Linked DNA regions of Mus musculus: regions 1, 3 and 4 are each linked to region 2. Evidence: chromatin contacts called from public promoter capture Hi-C data. All regions are on one chromosome and are shown on one strand. The core of a region is the stretch at or near the end of the contact, and the rest is flanking DNA. Distances in the headings are between cores, read along the strand shown. Region 1 has its middle 41 kb from the start of Ptcd2. Region 2 holds the start of Tmem171 (transmembrane protein 171). Region 3 holds the start of Mrps27 (mitochondrial ribosomal protein S27). Region 4 holds the start of 6430562O15Rik (RIKEN cDNA 6430562O15 gene).

Region 1 (2,700 bases), core at 32-2,531, 610 kb before region 2:
AAAGCCAAACACTGGACAGAGCTCGGGAGTCTTGTGGAAGAGTTGGAGGGAGGATTGAAGGACCTGGAGGAGATAGGAACTCATCAGGAAGACCACCATAATCAACTGGCCTGGATCCTTGAGGGCTCCCAGAGTGTCAACCATAAACCTAAGAGCATATACAGGCTGGAATTATGCCCTCCACACATATGCAGCAGATGTGCAGCTTGGTCTTCAACTGGAGCGGGGGCTGTCCCTAAATCTGTTGCCTGCCCGTGGATCCCATTCCCCTAACTGAGCAGCCTTGTCTGGCATCAGTGGGAGTGGATATACCTAGTCCTGGTGACTTCCTAACTGGGCCACCCCTTGGTGGCCTCTTTCCTAGAGGTCCTTCAGTACTATACCAGAGCTTCATTCTCTCATACAGTGTCTTGATGTGTAAGGGTGGAGTGATACCCAGGGGTGTCTGCCCTTCTCAGAGAACAAAGGAAGGGGAGAATGGGGGAGGAACTGGGTGAGGGGGGACCAAGAGGAGGCAGGGGCTTCAATTGGGCTTTAAAATGAATAAATAAATTAATGAAAAAAAAAGAGGTCATCTAGAGTTGCATGTCTAAACCACCTTTAGCTTTTCCTAGTCCAACCCGTGTGACACCTGTCTCTAGACTAATCTTTTAATCCAAACAGCTGCCTCAGAGACGTCACTCGTCACTCGTGCCTCGCCTTCTGTGACTTTGCATGACCTCCAAATATGTCAGTGACACTTTAGCCCGTCCTTTCTATTGGGCAAGAATCTGGCTGTGTGTCCTCACTGAGAATCTGGTCCCTCGGTAGCCACTGTTTGCTTGTCTCTACACCCTGGCTTGATCCATTCGCCATTTGGGGCGGGGCCGGGCTGTTTTCTTTCTTTGAAGCTGCCCAGTCAATGCACAGAATGGGGTAGGGAGTTAGGCAGATCTAAGCTCATTTCCGGCTTTTCTCTCCACCCTTTGCAGGCTGCAGCCTAATCATGTTCTTCATCTGTGCAGCAAGACTCTCAGGCCAGACTGAGGCTTAGGGAGCTCTAAACCCCTCTTCTGTTTCTTGATAACTTCCTTGTACCCATTGAAGATCCTAAGCCAACAAGCCTCTATGGGACCTTAGGACAGGGTTTCTATGGGAAAACGAAGTTCTGGTATGGTACTGAAGGACCTCTGGGAAAGATGCCACCAAGGGGTGGCCCAGTTAGGAAGTCACCAGACCTTGGAGAAAGCCCAGAGGCCAGGATACATAGATTCACTCCCTTCCAGAATCATGCTGAAATTTCAGAGTGAGAGGGTGGAATCCAATATAGATTCTTGGAAAAGTGCCAACGGCCTCGCAGATGGGAGCAGCGTGGCTGGGACTCACAGTTAAATAAAGAGTTTCTGAATAACATATTTGTATAAATCAGGAGAAGTTTTCCCGAAAATGCCAATTAAGAAATTCAGTTCCAGAAGATTAAAACAAAACAAACCAAACAACCAAATGCTTTGGACATAAAATGTCTGCGCTCCTTTTAAAGAAATCACCTCATCAGTAGACCCTTAATTTACTGTGTGATCGGAACCATCTTTGACTGGTATAAGATGCGCACTTGGACCAACAGGCAGCCAAAGAGTACCTGTGAGATACGAACTACTGGAAACAATGAGTGGTGCCAGTCAGATTCCTGTCTTTCAAAAGCTGGAATAAGGAAACAAAAAGGAATGGGCCCAAGGCAACGGGAGTACAAATGGACTTTGCTGTGATATTATGAAATATGCATTTGTTCTCTGGCCTTGCTTCCTGGTATACAACTTCTAAGATCCTGCAATCTTCAAAGTGATGCCTTCTTCATGTTAGTGAGATGACTGATAAGCTAGCAGCTTCTAGCAAGCTTCGAGATGCAGATTAGTCATAGATCATACCAAGACAGGATTGGTGTCTTGGGATGCTTAACTCCCATTCCCCACCTCCCAAACTTGGTGGGTGAGGGCTGGGAAGGGCTGACAGTTAAGCTGATCACCAATGGCTAAGCTATATAATAAAACTTCCTTTAAAACCCCAAACCAAAAAGGACTGAATTTTAGAGTTTCTAGATAGCCCTACATGTGGAGATTCCTGAAGACCGGTTACCAAGAGAGGGCCAGAGGCCCAGCGTTCCTTCCAGCGACCTTGTCCTATGCATCTCCACATCTGCATCCTCCATGGTACCTTTTACAAATTCAAACAGTGAATGCCAATGTTTCCCTGGGTTCTGGAAGCTTCTATAGCACATTAGTCAACTCTGATGCTGACCTACAGCCAATCGAAAGCACAGTCCTAACAAAGTAAGAGTTTAAAACTGGCATCTAAAACGGAGGACTGTCTCATGGGACTGAGCTGTGGCCTGGCATCTGATGGTGTGTTCCAGTAGACAGTGTCAGGACTGAGCTGGTGCCTGCTTCAGTGCTAATTGCTTGCTTGGCTGCACAGCAACACCCCATGCCCTTACACATTTGATTAGAGCAGAGGTCTGTGTTGTGGAAGCATAGTAAGAGAAACAGTTTGGTTTGTTCCTGTATCCTTAGAGGTGCAAAGTTGGGGACATGACAAGCAAAACCAATGCAAAGCCATAATCCGGGACGTTTAGAAACCTCTAACAGGCAGCCTCAACCAGGTAGTAGAGAGAGGAAATTGAACAGAAGCAGCAGGGGAAACAAGAAGCCATGAGAAAGAGACAGG
Region 2 (2,700 bases), core at 45-2,544:
TAAGTCTGCCTTGTTAGAGACCCCATGCTCAGAGCACCCTGACTGTGAGAAAGCCCACATCTGGCCCGCTAGACCTGTGTGCCCACCACATCCCCATGGCTATGTGCTTCCCTGGTGAGCCCCCATCTTACCCTTCCCACTCCACCAGTCCCCAAACCTTTTTGACCCCACCGTGACCCCTTTCTTTGCCTCTGCTTACCAAGCCTAACTCATCCATCAGGAAGCTAACAAGAATGGATGGGCTTTCAAGGAGACAGGAAGCTAGGGAGAAAAGGCAAGGGTGGGAAAGTCCCCAGAGCTCTGGGTGCCTCTGTGTTTGGGTCCAGAGCACACTTGACTTACCTCTCACAGTGGCCTGACCTCTGGTGTGGAAACTAGCACAGTTGGATAGTTGTCAAGTGTCACGGGGCAGGTTACAAATAGCATGGGGATTAGCAAACCCATCAGACACTCCGTTCAAGGGCAGGGAGAGTTAACAGTTTAATCTCCAGAGCTCCAGGAAGGGTGCTTTATGGCAAAGGAGGGCTGCATGCATATATATGACCAGGAAGGGACAGGGGTGACCCACTACAGGACTTGCTGGGTATAAGCTTCAGTCTACGAGCTAGGCTATCATGTTGAATGGTTAGCATACAAGGTCCCCGGCCTCACTCTTCAGGGACTCCTGGGGGTCCCCATTATCCTCTTGTAGAAAACTACCTGCGAGGTTCTAGGTCCCGGGACTCCCGTCAAGGTCTCAGAGTAGTATAGTAGAAGGGCCACCTGCCCTCGGACTGGCAGTGGCGGCAGAATGGCGGGGGTTGAGGGTGGGGGGCTGCTTGGTCGTGGACTGTGGCCCGACTTTCCCTGTTGCTCTTCCCCGGGGCTCAGGTATTCCTCAGCCGGCCCCTTCCCCCTCCCGGAGCGCTGCACCTAGGCTGCTAAGGGACCAGCTCCTTTCTCAGATGCCCGCCTCCGTGTCGCCACTTCACGCAGCCCCAGCTGGACTCGCTGGCACCCACAACTTGGTGGAGCGTGCCCATCTGCCTCCCCCCCGCCCCCCACGTCGATCCCTCGCTTGCACTGCCAAGTCTTATGGTCCCAGGGCCGCGAAGCTGACCCTAGTTCTGTGCTCCGGAGCGGCGCGCCGGTGCCTCAGGAGGGCAGCGCCCGGTGGCGGCCAGATCCTACCGGCCAGCCCTGCCCTGCCCTGCCCGGCCGCCGCACCCGCGAGCCGGGCTCTGCCTGGCTCTCTGCACACGGAGGAGGCCCGCCCTCCGCGCCCGGACGCGCAGAGAGGGTGTGCGTGGAGCCAGGGGTGTGGCGGAGAGTCCCAGGACCAGCAGCGCAGGTAAGGGGCTCCCCGAAAGGCAGCTGCTCCTGAGTCCCCGCAAAGACATTCTCCTCTCCAGGCCTTGCTTTGCCAACCCTCCAGAGCTTTGGATGAAGAGATGTGCCGTTGATTTGGGTCTGGCTTTTGGAATATGCAAAGGAGCGTTTAGTAGGGCAGATTTGGCTTTGTGAGGAAACTGAGTTTAGAGTAGAAAAAGTTCGGCTTCGTATATAATTTCCCATCTATTTGGTTGTCCCTGGGTGTCCGTGTTTTGAGCGCACCTAAGGGGGCCGCTGAAGCGATCCTCGCCTTAGTTTGGATCAGGGACAAACATGTTCTAGTAGGTGTCCTGGAGTGAAAGAAAGTACAAATCTAGTTCGGTGCTTCTACTGTTTTTGTGTTGGTGTTTGAGAATTTGCCTTAAAACAGGTGAAGCTCAGCGACTGGCTACAAAGCTGAAGACACCAAAAAAACCCAGTGAGTTAAAGCAGCGGTGGGATTATGTGATTGGGGGAAGATGTGTTTTAAATTAGCAGGATGCTTTAAGTCTTCCATCTTAGCATCACCATGAAATGTGGCTTTTGCAAGTTTGAGAGAAATGCATCCTTCACTCCTCTGCGTCTTCTTCTTCTTCTTCTTCTTCTTCTTTTTTTTTTCTCCACTTCCTTCTGATTCTATCACACTCTCCCTGGGAAAAGCACTTCCTAGGACAGCAATGTCACCCATCTCCTTCCATCACCCAAACTCACCTTCCTTACCCACGAGCCTGGCAAGATGATCTTGGTCTTGCAGCTGTGAGCTCCGTCAGAGGATCATGAATGTGAATGGCAGAATATGTTTGAAAGTTTTCTGTGTTTGACTATGTCCTTCCTGACTTTGGATTGTGTTCGTGAGAGCTACAGTGAGGTCTTGTACTCCCATTTACCAGACTGAGGCAAGGTCAATGGTTCAAAGATCAGTGCTGTGTGAACCAGCATGCCCTTTAACCATTGCTTGCGAGGTCAGGTAATAATACTCTTTTGTTTTTGTTTTATTTTGAGACAGGGTCTCTCTATTACGTAGCTCTGGCTGTCTTGGAACTCACTCTGTAGATCAGGCTGGCCTCAAGCTTAGAGATCCTCCTACCACTGTCTCCCATTAATGGTGTGTGCCACCGTGACCTTGTGTCGACTCGTGGAAGGTGCTTTTTCACTTAGTTCCACTTTTGGTTTCCCAGCAAGTTTTGTTAGCCTTCTGTGCTTTGTAACTACTCTCTGTTTACTGTGTCTAGGCCTCTGTGGAAGTAGGTGGCACTGTGGAGGAGGGTGCCTGACGGCCACTTGCCACCTGTCCGCCTACCTGAGGACACTGTCCGCCTTGGCGATGGGGCTAGACGTCACCTGTTGGGT
Region 3 (2,700 bases), core at 57-2,556, 650 kb before region 2:
CACTAACTGCCGTGAAGAAACTTAGTTTTTAATCTTATTTATCTTCAACTTAAATTTAAATAGCTACAAGTACTAGCAACTACCAAGTTGGGATAGCTTCAGAGTATAAACTGCCAAAGTAAAGGTTCTCTCAAGTTGCTCTGTGTAGTTTCCATTCCTTTGTTACAATAGTTGCCCCAGCCATTATAAGCAACCAACTTACTCTCCTGTATCTACTAGTGTGGGTCTTATGAAACTTCAAAGAATTTACTACCAATCACAATTAAATATGCCAAATAGCTCTACAAAGCACTCTTAGTGCCAAATATTGTTCGTATCAATTTGTCAAATGTGTGATATGAAGTGTTCTTGCCAGGTAGTTCAAACACTTTATCTTTAGAAAACTCTTGAGGACAACTGTGGAGTTTTTAAATGGCTGTACACTTACAGGAGTGAGAGCAAGTGAGCATTGCTTCTCTTTTTGTGACTGGTGTTAAGGGAGTCTGATTGAAAACAAGCAGCATTGCAAACATCCAAGTGTGGTTAGTTCATTTTACTTCTGTTATCTGGCACATCTTCAAGGATTACGAGATTGTAAGCACTACAAACTCGGGTTTTGCAAAAACTTCAAAACGTATTTTCACCATTAGGTACCCTAAAAAGGCTTTGAGTGATTATGTGATTCAACTCAAGCCATCAAATCGCTCTGCTTGTTTACCTACTGGTGGAAAAAAAAAAAAAAAAAGAAATGTCAGGCAGAAGTTGTGGCCAAGGTCACCAGGTAAAGTGAGGCTAGTGTTGAAAAATTCTTTCAGGAGATGAAGACCAAGGGTTCGGGTCATCAAGTACAAGGCAGTGAGGGAAAACTTTTGCCTGATGACCCTCCAAAGAAATCTCAGGGGAAGAAAACTGTTCTAGCCCACGGAGTGAACATATTTGGGTTTTTCATGATCACCAAGAAGTCTACTAATTTAATACATTAAACTTGCAAGACATACGCAGAACCTCATGCTACAGCCTTCCCCTACTTTTCAAAAGTTTGGAATGGCGGGTACTAGCCTTAAAGAAGAGGGATTATTTTTCCTTTCTGGGTTACCAATACCCTAAACGGCTTCTCTAGCAACCGGATCCCAGACGCACTTATGCGCTTCCTGGAAGCCCATCACCCCCTTCCTTCAATAAACAGCGTGCTGGGAGGCCTAAATGGAGCTGCAGCTCCAAGGCAGCAGCCACCAACCTGCGAGGCAAAGGCGAGACGCGTCTAGTCGCCGAGCCAGGAGCATCCCACACCGCACCATGGGAGCCGCCATCTTGGAGCGCACCAAGTGGAAGGCGGGCGTGGGGGGACAGGCACAGAGCCCGCCTCCGCCGGAAGTGGTCCTACCACCTCAGAGGTCCCCCCTGCCCGGGTCCCGCAGATGGTGCAGCCCGGCCCGGAACAACATGGCTACAGTGTTTCGGCCCCTGGAACGCCTGCGGGTGCCGCGTCCTTCGCTGCATCCCGGGGTGACGGGCTCAGGCTCCGCCTGCTGCCGCTGCACTCTCGGAGGTACGAGCGGCCGCACGCCTGGAAGGAGGGAGGGTGGAAGAGAAGGGAGCGTGAGCCCACCGCGGCCTCTCTTTTTGGAGGAGGCTCGTGCGCCCTTTCCCTTTTGCTGCACGCGTGAGCAGCCCGGTTTGCTTCCGGACTGTGAACCCCTCTGCTCTGTGCCTGGAAAGCAAAGGGCAGCTAGGGACTGCACTTGCAAAGGTCCAAGTTGCTCTTCGAGAACATACCTCAGTCGTCGGGTGTCCTTTTCTGCAAGGTTTTGGTGCGGAGTTTAAGAGATGGGAACCCAAGCTGTGCTGCTTACATTCTCAAAGACTCGAGGCAGGCGTCCTCATCCCCCAAATTATTCCTTACCGCCTTTCTGAAGGCGTGACTGCTATTGATAATAAAATTATTATAATGTGGGCGCGCACACACACACATAGCATCCAGTGACAGAGGTACCCTTCTTCATTTACAGAATAGGAAGTAGACAAGGTTGTCACTCGCCCAAGGTCACAGGGAGCTGGCAGATGCTGTATTTGAACTAAAGACCCAGATCTGACAGCGTCACAGGACTGCCTTTTCATAAACAACTATTTTTGTTACTACCTTACTGTGTCAGATCTCAGTGCACGGTTCATCTGTTTTTATCTCATGCACAGCCAACGATGCAGAAGGGTACATTCCAGACTTGCTGATCTGTGGTCAGTGATTTCTGATCTAGGGTTACTGAGTCCAGATCTGAAAGGCTATCTTCAGTGCCGAAGTTTCAAAACTGGAAGTCATGATATAGCTTTTCCCAATATTTCATGTTTCTCCCAAAATAAACCAAGCAAAAGTGTGTGTGTGTGTGTGTGTGTGTGTGTGTGTAGGTGTCTGCAGTGTGTGTGTGTGTGTGTGTAGGTGTCTGCATTGCTAGCCCCCAACTAGATAGCAAATGCCCATTTGTTCTTCATAGCTCATCTTGTCAACCAGTCTTCACACTCCATCAATCCCTACCTCTTTCAAATGTAAGACTTGCATTCAATACTTGACTGGAGATGTTTGCTTCTCACCAGGGATATATAGTATTTGTACCTCTCTGGATGGATCCTTTAGAGGCAACCATGCTCTTATTTGCTGCGGGGGAGGGGGAGAGCAATCAAAATGACTTTATTTTCTTTTTCTACTTTTTAGCTAAAAGATACCTA
Region 4 (2,700 bases), core at 150-2,649, 720 kb before region 2:
GGCCTCCACCTGCTGTGCTCCCCCACAGGTCAGCCCTTCCCTCCTGCCTGCTTACAGCTCCGTCTGAGAGGGCAGCCTGGTAGGGTCAGTGTAGCAGCCCAGAGACTTACTAAAAGCATTAATCAATTTAAGTGCTTCTAGACACAGATCACCAGAGAGTGACATTTAGGACCCCAGCTGCAGCTGAGAGTCACATGTGCTCGCACCCCGAGGTGACTTAGCGTACAGCATAGGATCTGGCAGAACGGCAAAGGGGGCCAGACCGATGGGATCTAAGGAGCAGACTAATTATAAAAACAGACCCAAACAGATGACCTCAGACTAATGAAAAGCAGGCAACAGGAAGAAAATGTAAACTGAAAACCATTTCTTCCTAACATAATTTTCCAGGTAGTCTGAGGCCAAAGAGAAAGCCAGGAAATCTCAACTGTGAGGAGGTTGGCTTTGTCCAAATCCCAGCTCACTGCTGGGTCACATAAGCCGAGACTCTCCCGCCCAGGCCTCCTGTGAGGATAAAGGAAATGGGGGAGGGGGCTTACAGCTGCTAACATAGCTAAGGTCACAGATGGCAGGCTACAAACATGTGTTTCTGTTCTTTCTTGGATGCTCAGACAGTGTCCCATGGCAGTAAAAGGGCTAGAAGCTAGTGAAGACAAAGGTCTCCATCCTCTGAGACGCAACGGACAAAAAACGGCCAAAAGTCAAAAAGCAATCAAAACTGAGTACAACATTTACAAAACCCAGGCAAACCTGACGCCTGACAGTGGCTCAGCAACCTCAGGCAGCATTCAGCAGTGTGGTCATTCTTTTTTTTAATGTTTTGTTGTTGATGTTGTTTTTTCAAGACAGGGTTTCTCTGTGTAGCCCTGGCTGTCCTGGAACTCACTCTGTAGACCAGGCTGGCCTCAAACTCAGAAATCCTCCTGCCTCTGCCTCCCGAGTGCTGGGATTAAAGTCGTGCACCACCACGCCCAGCAAGTGTGGTGATTCTTGTTTTCTTTAAGTTTTATACACTGACAAGCAAAGTTAAGAGAAAGAACTGTGTCTAAGTTCTCTACTCTGCTTTGTCCTTGGGGTATGACAAGGAACATCAATCTTTTTATTCTTAGTTTCAAATTACAGGAGAGAAGCTAAGAATGACTTCCCTTCAGAAGTATTGGGGAGAAAAAACCCTAAAATACCATGGGATCCTGTGCTACGGCAAGGCCTGCCATTGCTGGGTCAGAAGAGACAGACTCACGGGCAGGAGCCCAGCTCTCCTTCCTGCTGTGAAAAGGCACAGTGCAGCAGCAGGCGTGGGAGGAGAATTCTCCCGCTCCTATGATGACATCATAACCTGAAAGTACTTCCTTCTTTTTGTATTAAAGAGACAAGAAACAAAGCAGAGAGCAGGCTCAGGGATTTTCTTCCCTGACACAAACAGCAGAGCATTTGGGACAGAGAGCTCACTGACAGTTTGAGTGCTCAGCACTGTTCTGGAAACCTGTCCACAGGCAGTGTCTCTAATGGCCCTGCTGAACAGCACAAAGCTGCCAGCTAAGCGCCACAAAGGATTCGTGAGTCTTATCTCTGCTGAAGCTGTGACTGACCCAGCACATTTGGTGTAGTGTAGAGAAATGGCTGGTCACTTGCCACCCTGAGTGGGAATCAGGCTGCTGTTGAGAAGCCGCTGGGGTGCCGTGCTGCCCCAGGGAACGGAACCGTGACATCAGCTCAAGCATGAAGTCGTAACAATGCCACTGCTTTCCCAAAAGGCCACGGTCTGTGGGAAGGAACACAACTGCAATTCTTGATGCGAGTTTTTCATGCCTTTGTGTGTGACTGATGCAGGAAAAGGCTCAGTTTCTACTACGAATCACCTGAAAGCGCTCGAGGTATCGGGGAAGCTTGGACTGTTCTGGTTCCTCAGTGTCTAGCTGCTCCACCAGGTTTGCTGAGCCCAAGCCATCTTCACCTTCCTGAGGCTGTGCCTCTGAAGTCTGGACATCTGGAGACGTCACCACCTTCAGGACTCCATCCAGCACATCGAGCTGTAGGGCACAGGAGAGTCAGGAGGACATCTGTTATAGACTTGACTGTGTGCAGGCCAACTTCAAAGTGTGTGTTCCTTGGTTATAATGACTGAGAAAGAGCATTAATGATATCAGCATAATGTGCCATGGGAGACACTGGGTTGAGGACCTCAGGACAGAAATGAAAGCTGAGTGGTGAGCCTTGGCATTTCAGAGTCAAGGCCACACAGAAGAGCATCTCCAAGGGTGTAGGCTAGGCAGCTAGCCAGCTCCCAGGGCTTCATGTCTCTCTGCTCCCTCCCTGCCATTACCGGACGATAACTGCACTCCTGGGCCTGGCTTTTTAAGTGGTTCTGGGGATCTGAACTCAGGTACGTAAGCTTGTGAGACAGATACTTTACCAATAGCCAAGGATAATGGAGAAAAGTGCTATGTAGTCTCTCCATACTACAGGAGGGGTAAATCCACCAAAACTACTTAAGTTTCTATTCCACCGCCGTAAATCCCTTTTGGATGGGGGAGGTGGTGAAGAGGGTGGTATTTATTGATCTGAGCTTGAATGTAAGGGAGCAGACAGCTTTCCTTTCACTTAATGATGTATGAATCAACAATAATCTGATTTTCCATTGCCTTTTTGACAGCCACACTGAAAATGTTTGTGGTTTCTTTTCATCCTTTTAAACGGAAT

Evidence for each region. Promoter capture Hi-C pulls out the DNA fragments that hold promoters and counts their contacts. Capture Hi-C pulls out chosen DNA fragments and counts their contacts.
Region 1: a promoter capture Hi-C map of hematopoietic stem and progenitor cells shows a contact between it and region 2, with 3 times the contacts expected there. The contact joins the enhancer-like site here to the promoter of Tmem171 in region 2. A contact is called at or near these places in 9 of 39 promoter capture datasets (the C10 cell line, cranial neural crest, embryonic stem cells and 5 more), 3 of 115 datasets of contacts at active chromatin or transcription factors (embryonic stem cells and pancreatic cancer cells) and 1 of 9 other capture datasets (embryonic stem cells).
Region 3: a contact with region 2 is called in a promoter capture Hi-C map of adipose tissue. The contact joins the promoter of Mrps27 here to the promoter of Tmem171 in region 2. A contact is called at or near these places in 1 of 39 promoter capture datasets (liver), 4 of 115 datasets of contacts at active chromatin or transcription factors (bone marrow-derived macrophages, embryonic stem cells and memory CD8 T cells) and 2 of 9 other capture datasets (adipose tissue and liver).
Region 4: a promoter capture Hi-C map of liver shows a contact between it and region 2, with 3 times the contacts expected there. The contact joins the promoter of 6430562O15Rik here to the promoter of Tmem171 in region 2. A contact is called at or near these places in 5 of 39 promoter capture datasets (liver, neutrophils, pre-B cells and 1 more) and 1 of 9 other capture datasets (embryonic stem cells).

Annotation. Positions count from the first base shown.
Region 1 is chr13:99,302,637-99,305,336 of GRCm38.p6, reverse strand. No RefSeq gene overlaps it. Among named protein-coding and RNA genes, the nearest start is that of Ptcd2, 41 kb to the left of the region's middle. Within about 2 kb of position 1,281, at least 18 of the 459 cell types and tissues checked have an H3K27ac peak or open chromatin away from gene starts, as enhancers often do.
Region 2 is chr13:98,693,436-98,696,135 of GRCm38.p6, reverse strand. It overlaps Tmem171 (transmembrane protein 171), which reads left to right and starts at 1,294. Exons shown (of 4, transcript NM_001373965.1): 1 at 1,294-1,330.
Region 3 is chr13:99,343,392-99,346,091 of GRCm38.p6, reverse strand. Mrps27 (mitochondrial ribosomal protein S27) reads right to left here and starts at 1,306. Exons shown (of 11, transcript NM_173757.3): 1 at 1,217-1,306. The coding sequence starts at 1,289. Ptcd2 (pentatricopeptide repeat domain 2) reads left to right here and starts at 1,414. Exons shown (of 10, transcript NM_026873.2): 1 at 1,414-1,528; 2 at 2,687-2,700. The coding sequence starts at 1,423.
Region 4 is chr13:99,411,525-99,414,224 of GRCm38.p6, reverse strand. 6430562O15Rik (RIKEN cDNA 6430562O15 gene) reads left to right here and starts at 1,399. Exons shown (of 2, transcript NR_015515.3): 1 at 1,399-2,383; 2 at 2,654-2,700. Mrps27 (mitochondrial ribosomal protein S27) reads right to left here. Exons shown (of 11, transcript NM_173757.3): 10 at 1,860-2,030.